Linked DNA regions of Salvelinus alpinus: region 2 is linked to region 1. Evidence: chromatin contacts called from public Hi-C data. All regions are on one chromosome and are shown on one strand. The core of a region is the stretch at or near the end of the contact, and the rest is flanking DNA. Distances in the headings are between cores, read along the strand shown. Region 1 holds the start of ttc7b (tetratricopeptide repeat domain 7B). Region 2 holds the start of LOC139553380 (calmodulin-1).

The links. Hi-C and Micro-C count contacts between places; a contact is called where the count stands out from the background.
Region 2: a contact with region 1 is called in a Hi-C map of red muscle, with 4 times the contacts expected there. The contact joins the promoter of LOC139553380 here to the promoter of ttc7b in region 1. A contact is called at or near these places in 2 of 3 Hi-C or Micro-C datasets (muscle and red muscle).

The regions. Positions count from the first base shown.
Region 1 is chr25:12,299,577-12,303,787 of SLU_Salpinus.1, forward strand. It overlaps ttc7b (tetratricopeptide repeat domain 7B), which reads left to right and starts at 2,183. Exons shown (of 21, transcript XM_071365640.1): 1 at 2,183-2,370. The coding sequence starts at 2,250. LOC139553375 (breast cancer metastasis-suppressor 1-like protein-A) reads left to right here. Exons shown (of 4, transcript XM_071365645.1): 4 at 1-1,982.
Region 2 is chr25:12,430,035-12,434,245 of SLU_Salpinus.1, forward strand. LOC139553380 (calmodulin-1) reads right to left here and starts at 2,103. Exons shown (of 7, transcript XM_071365651.1): 1 at 2,037-2,103; 2 at 525-747. The coding sequence starts at 527. It also overlaps the pseudogene LOC139553035.

The DNA of each region.
Region 1 (4,211 bases), core at 933-3,432:
CGTGTGTGTCTGTAGCTGTAAATATAACTAGAGTGAGCTCCAAAAGTATTGGGTCGGTGATACATTTGTTGTTGTTTTGACTCTGTACTCCATCACTTTGGATTTAACATTATACAATGAGGTGCTGACTGTCAGATTTAATTTGATGGTATGTTCATCCATATCAGGTGAACAGTCTAGAAATTACAGCACTTTTTGTACATAATCCCCCCATTTCTTTTTCATTTTTTTATTTAACCTTTATTTAACCAGGTAGGCAAGTTGAGAACAAGTTCTCATTTACAATTGCGACCTGGCCAAATAAAGCAAAGCAGTTCGACACATACAACAACACAGAGTTACACATGGAGTAAAACAAACACAGTCAATAATACAGTAGAAAAATAAGTCTATATATAATGTGAGCAAATGATGTGAGGTATTCGGACAAATTCACTTGTGTATTAAAGTAGTCAAATTGTTTGTATTTGGTCCCATATTCCTAGCATGCAATGATTACATCAAGCTTGGAACTTTACAAACTTGTTGGATGCATTTGCTGTTTGTTTTGGTTATGTTTCAGATAGTTTTGTGCCCAACAGAAATCAATGGTAAATCCTGTATTGTGTCATTTTGGAGTCACTTTTATTGAAAATAATAATTTAATGTTTATAAACACTTCTACATTAATGTTGACTCTACTATGATTACGGATAGTCGTGAATGATGAGAATGTTAGATGAAAAAATATACATGCTAATCTCTCACCATTACAATAACTGGAGGTTAGCATTTCTTTGGGGGGGGTTATGATATTTCTCATCATTATTCACGATTCATTCAGGACTATCCGTAACTAAATTAAAGCTGAAAGTCTGCACTTTAACCTCATAGTCATTGTATAATTTAAAATCCAAAGTGCTGGAGTACAGAGCCAAAACAACAACAGAAATGGTCACTGTTCCAATACTTTCGGAGCTCACTGTATGTTCCAATACCATCTTTAGTGGGCAAGATAAAAACAGATATGGAGAAAATGAATTTCCAGACTCTGATTTTCTACAGGTTTGCCTTAACAGTAGCTCAAAGCCATAGGATAAATGCACAATATAAATGGACCAACACTGTTAGATCTATAGAACGTTACAGTACATCAGCCTCCAATGTACTGTAACCTTGCCAAATATCCATTATTCTCTCTTGCCATACCTGTCTCTGCCAGTTCTACTTCTTGTATTTTTTAATCACCTATTATTATATTACTAGTAGGGTACCTGAAATGACTGTCTATATCTTTAAGTTGGCTAAATGTCTTACACCTTCCAATGTAGTATTCATTTGTTTCTTGCCGTCTATCTTAATGACACTCATACTGCACTTCCAGATGCTGTGTGTTGCCGAGAGCAGAACCAATATGCGTCTTAAAGATGTAGTCCGGGATCTTATGTGGATGACTTAATACACAATGGTGCACAATTTTCAGGGACCTGTTTGGTTCATGAGAACTACTTTTAAAACTACTGGCTCAAATTATACAAAAGCTCTGGAGCATCATTTTAATGTACAAAATAAAGTGGGCCTGCATGTTTTAACCTTTATATGGAGCAGGTTTTACTAAAGATATGCCCCTAAACCATAGAGAGCTGGAGTAGTAGCTGGAGTAGTTTGGAGATTCCAATAGATACAAATTCTAGCAATACCATCACCATCTACCACAGCCAGTTTCTTCTACCTAAACAGCCAAGTGTTATTATTCATATGACTTGGGTTAGAAAGCTTTTTTACTTGCCCAAACTCTACTGCCAAGAATAAGCTCAATATTTGAAATGTGTATTGTAGGGCACTAATGTGAATGGTGTGAAAATAATGAACTGTTTTGTTCTTAAAACTGACTTGGAAGGGATATGTTTGAAAGCAAGATTTCAGCATGTCTGTTCTTGTCCTAAAGCCTTTTGGGATAAAGTATCAATATGAATGTGTGGTATTAATGTATTTGTATTTCATCATTACTGCCTGGTTGTACATTGTAAACATTAGAACCGTTGGCTAAACAAAACAAACATGGTGATATAATACATAGCTATGAATATGTCCTTACATGCGTTTTTGAAAATGGTAATAAAACCTGAATAAAACCATTGACAGTTCAACATCTGACAGATGTGAGAGTGACAGCTACCGGGGGTGTCGCTGTTTCCATTCCAACCCGTACCGCAGCTGATGATTCGTGGCTGTCGTGTTTTGGTCTCTGCTAACGCCGGAGTCTGAAGATGACAGCGAGAAAGTCTGGATCACGACTCGAGACCGAGATAGAACGATGCCGTTCGGAAGGGCAATGGGACAAGATACCAGAGCTTGTACGGCAGCTGTCTGCCAAACTAATATCAAACGGTAAGAAATATGTCTACGATTCGTGATTTACTTTTGCTCTGCGGTTCATTCAGCGATTTGGGGCCTGGACAGGGAGCAGAATCCAAGGGCTTTCTTAACCACGTCAACGTGAATGCAATTTCCATTGCGAGTCGGTTCCAGCTAGCCAGCCATTTCTAGGTCATCTGTAAAAACGAAATAATTATCTTGAAAAACCGTAATGGTTTATAACTATTTAGCGAAAACGCCAAAGCTCATTTGAGTGTGCATGCGCGCTCACTTCCTATTTCTTGTTTTGACAGTTTTCTGTAATTTAAGCCAGGGCTAGCCAGCATAGCTACCACCGTGTGCCTAGCTAAACTTGTCTTGGGCAGAGAGTATTCCTGGCGCTATGCATACTGGTTGAACGTTCTCACCCAGGAAAATTTTCTGAAATATTTTACTGAGCTAACTAGCAGTCTTACCAGTTGCATAAGGTAGACTCCATAAACATAGTTTAAGAATCTAACGTTACTTGTACTCCTGGCTCCATATCAATGACATCATCATAACATCGGGCGACTAACTACTTAATGAAATCAACAAAAAACTAAATTGAAATCTTTGAGCAATGAGTATCCCTCAAGGAGGTGAGAAATATTTGCGGTCTTGGCAGATTTGGGTTCCGTTGGTGTTTGTTGGTCGTCACTAGTTACCACAGCCACAAAGTGATGAACCTGCCTATTTCTAAAATGTATCTTCTTAAAATCTAATTTGAAACCTAACCTTAACCACACTGCTAACCTTATGCATAACCCTAACCCTAAATGACGACTAAAAACACGTTTCTGTTTTCATAGATTTTACGATATAGACATTTGTACTTTGTGGCTGTGGTAACCAGTGGAAAACCTGTAAGCAGGAAGTCACTGAGATGGTATGATGATGTCATATTGCTGACTTCACCTTGAAATATCTTATTTTGGAATTAATATATGTTTGTTGATGTAAACTGACAGGCATACCTATGTCAGTTAGACCAGAGGGTCACACTCTCCTGTCATGCATAATGGGCCAGTTAAACTCGTAACATACTGGATTAGCCTACAAGTCACCTTAAAATTATAAAAAGCGTGGCATTTAGGGGTTGAATAACACTAATCCTACTAATCTTGTACAAATCTAAGCCTATAATCTTCTTCTAGTCTAACAAACATTGCACCACACCAGGCTTCTCAATGTGTAGTGAGTTGTCTTTTTGCATCAAGGAGAATGAGAGAGTTAGCCTGCCCAGTTCCAACCAGCAGTTTTGGTCCTCCCTATTTAGAGCTCGCCAACTTGTAGTCCTAATAACCGGAAATTAGTTACTTCTGGTTCGTTCAGCCATTCCTATGGAAAAAGAACAGGGTTTTAGGATCAACGGCAAAAATAAGGTCTGAGGTTAACACAGGCTTAGGAGATATTATACGTTTTGTTCTTTGCTATGGTATCAGTCAGTTAACATGATATTCATGAATAATGAAGCCTTTATGTGCTTAGTTTTTTAAAATTTGATTACATACAGTAAATGCTTCATAATTCACAAAAAAAGTGAGGCTTGCTGATGAAAATGATCTTGTAGAACAAAACGTGTAAGATCTCCTAAACCTGGGTTCAACACAGACCTTATTTTCGGCATTTATCCCAAAACCATACAAAAACTCCATTAATTTCCCCAAAGACTTTGTCCAACGAATCATGGCGAAGTTAGTGCCTACAAAAAGACGCCATTACTATTGCTCTCTCTTCGCTCTTATCCCTGAGCCATTCCACCTCAAAAAGGACAAGCGAGAGGATTTCGACACCCACCATCTCAGATTGTTCTGAAGTCGTTTCTGTAGTTA
Region 2 (4,211 bases), core at 853-3,352, 130 kb after region 1:
AGCATGCACAGGTCCCTCGAACAGCATCAACAGATAGCTACATTCGTTCGTCTGCCTGTGCATGTGGCAAAGGACAGAAATCTCAAGGGTTTCACAGCTTCCGTTTGATCAAAATTGGATAGCTCACATATTTTCTGTTACATGACCTTAATTAACACGTAACATTACCGGCTCATAACACCGATTTTGTTAAACATTAAAATCACAAACTGCGCCTGATTCACGGACGCGTATAGTTAGGTCTGCCTCGCTGACATGAAGCCATTGCCTCGATTATCAGCCTAAAATAAACTTTTTAAAGAGTTATCATGCGTCTTATATCCGACCAATATGAATTGTAGCCTCCAATACTCAAAGATATGACACCCAACAATCTGACAAGCCAGCATCGACGCATGATCACTCGAACCGTTCAACAGCTCACGCGAATCCTCCTCTGCAGGCAAACTTTGCATTCCTGCCTTTCATTATATTTGACTTAAAAAGGATAATATTTCGAATGCAACACAAAATATTATACTTACCATGTCTGACGGCGCTGGATGGGTTGGTTTTCTAAAACTAGACTACGAGACTGACCAGCTCCCGTGGACCTCTAATGATGGGTTGAAGTTGTGTATCTCTCGCGATCTGTGTCTATATAGCTTGGTGTATTCCTCCGCCGCTGAAAACCGTCCTCACTCACTTCCGCATTTTCCCACTGCAGGACAGGCAGCCTGGATCCCTCACTCCTCAGCATCAATTTGCCTAGCAGAGATTAATTGGCACTAAAAAAAGCTATTGACCACACACAGCACAACAGTGACACTTACATGGTGAAAGTAGGCTACTTACACACTCAACTACTCATACATCTACATTTGACCAGCCATTCCTTTATTTTTGAATTGTAGATGAGCAGCACCAGATAGAGATTTATATTTCAAAGGAAAAGGCACACATATGCATTACATTATGTTATTGGTGCATAAGGTGATAATGATAATCTGAGAATAATAGAGATTTATTTCAACAGATGATAGAGCTGGGAAAGTAAAAACACATAGTGATTCAAAGTTTTCGTGGCAAATTAACCATTTAAACCTCTGCAACAGAAGTAGGCAAGTATATTAATATTGAATTCATATTCATTTCCCAATATCAGTCATTGACAAATGTACCAATAATGGAGTTTTATAGTTGGACTCCTTGGTAATACAACTGGTGAAAATAAAATATTTATTTCCAATGTTTTGCAAACTCAGAACCAACTTGTTTCCAGAAGATTTCATGATATCCTAAATCTGTAATTTCTTCTAATAATGAAATTATAGAGAGCATGCCTTAGTAGGGGATCCATATTCAATATCTATAGCCTATTCTTTGTTATTCTCAAATAAAGTGAAAAGCATATATTCAGTTGATGCATTTGTATTTTGATCAGTGTATGCAAATAATTACTAGGTTGTGTATCTCGATTCTGCATGCTGTTTGTGATAATAAAAAACCTAACACCTAACACACATGTCATATTTACAAAAAAAATGTTGCAAAAAAAACAGTCAATTGTTGACATAGGCAGAGAATAGGTTGTGGCAGCGGCTTTGGTCATATGGCAAACAGTACAGATTGTAGTTCACTTCGACAAATGTCTGTCTGTGCACTGAATTGACAGGTTCCTGATGAGCTCGAGTTGGAACACGGGCGCTCTACTTTTTGCAACGCACTGTTGTATCTATGCGGAAGAATACTTTAAAACACACGGGCCTGTCTCTTTGTTGACGCTGGAGAAATTGCGGTTATTTTTGAGACGGCGTTCCTCATTGGCTACTGTGGACCTGCAATATTCTGTTCACTGTACGAGCGCCTAAGATTGGCTACGTTGGATCTGCAATGCGTCAAGCAATGGCGCCTAATGTTACCTCAGTAGTTTTGGAAAACGGTGTAACCGGACAGTCTACATTGTAACACTGAGTATTTTTGCAATACTGTAATAATTGCTTACGACAAGACGTTTCTTTCAGTCTTTGTAGTGTCTCAAAATGTTTCCTCCTCACCTGGCAAGGGCTCGATTTGAGTTTTTCGGGAGGAGTGGTGGTGATAGGCGATTGGTCACCGCAAACATACACGGAACATGTAGTCGCGGGATTTTAAATGACGGGTTTCGATGAAGGAATAGAGAATTACAATATTAGAAAGCTTGTGCTGATTCCAAGTCTATTTTGTAAATTAGACCAGTACTGAATACAAAAATCAAGATTTACTATGGCTAAACAAACTGTTTAATAGTAATTAGGATTGATTTTACAATCAATGGACTGGCAAACCATTGAATTAACGATGAGTCCCAACAATATTCCCGCTTTAATCAGTCTATGGAAGTGACTGATTGATTCATGCTCAAAGATGAATAGGCTAAACTAAATCATAAAATGTGCATTCAAGATAACATGATTTAGCCTAAAATTATAGCTACTACCCCTCCAACAAACCACAGTCGCTTCCGAGATGACGTCATATTTATCCGACTGTTTACATGCAGAGGAGAACAACACATGGCTCTATTTCCATCTTTTGCAGGATTATCAAATACAAAACCTGAGAATGCACCTAAAGGTATTACCAAAAATGTTTATTTATGTTTAGTGGATGTGTGAACCAGCCAGCCCTCTTTCTGTGACAGCCCGGGACTTCGAAAGATAGATCTAGTGAAAGTAAACGCAAGTGCAACGTTTCTGCCTTTGACAGAACGTATTAAAAGAGCTGTCAGAGTCAGCTTGATAGTTTCTCTAGTTTGTTAGCTAAATAGCTCCCAACACAATTTTACTATAGCTAGCTAAGTGTCTTTGCCATCGGTAACACAGTCTGCTCGTAACATAGCTAACGTCCCCCCAAAATGCAAAACCCTAAACCCATTGACACAGTGCGAGAACTAAATGCGATTGATTAGATATGCCTCCTCTCTCTCTCCTCGGAACTAGAATGGCTGAGCAATCAAAGTTTCTGCACCGACGATGTTCTTTCTGTCCACCAGCGAGCCACTGAGAAAGCCAATGCGACACAACCAGCAGAAACAATATGTTGTGTTATTATCATAAAATTGTTTAATCGTTATTCAGTTATTTCCCTTTCTCTGTGACAGAATAGTATTTCATGCTCCATTGTACAGGAGAAAGGATAAGGCATTCTGTCCTCTTTGAGAAGCACTGGAGGTTTTATCGAGTGGCTTTGAATGTTATTGCATAGTCTTGTTGTTATTACATAATTGACCTCAAATTATCTCTTTTGTGTGATGATATGATCTGAGCATTGACCGTTTTTGAGAGTTTCACCCAAAAGTCAATAGCTTGTGGTATTTGTACTTAAATGTTTACTCCTAACATTTCTGAACATACAACAGATAGGGAGGATAAGAATGACGTCCCATCCAATAAGATGAAAAGAAGAAGCACAGGAAGAAGAGCGGAGAACCTTCTACAGCAAGCAGTGGCGCATATTCAAATACTATCTACCCCAGTGATCTCCTGAAAAAGGCTGAGAGCACTCCTCACTAGTATGACCTCACTCCCTTTGTTCCCAGTGAGACCCAGTCACTCAGGTCTACATGCTCTGGTAGGGATTTCAGGACTGGGCTCAAATGTATAAAGCATCTCAGAGTAGGAGTGCTGATATAGGATGAGTTGGACAAGGGGTGAACTGTTCCTAGACCAGCACTCCTACCCTAGGATGCTTTTTAAATACTTGCCCATGACTGGTAATACTGTACTAGTTGTTGCTGGGTAGGAGTGAGATTCAGTGTCTGTGGCTCAGTGCGTTACAGGAGGTCTACTCTGGGTGTCTAGGCTGACTGCCAGTTGAAGGAGCTCTTCTTGACAGACTCTGAACTAACTACGACACACACACACAGAAAACTGAGGATGGATCAACAATATGCCTCTTTTAAACAGGAAACTTGTTTAACTCATCTTTGAAGCTACAGTTAAATTAGCATAATGTTAGGATTATGTTTTGGATCTGTTCTGTACTACCAATGTTTTACAACTAATCTGTGCTGTACTATCAATGTCTCTGACTTAAAGTACACCATTATATTTGAGCTCTGTACTCTACTCTTATTGTATTTGTATTGTATTTTTATACAATCATGAAAACGCTAACTTGCTAGATGTCCCCCAACCCTTCTTTAGAGGTGTATACTCTGCATTGATCCTAACGGTGTTGTTCTTTATGTC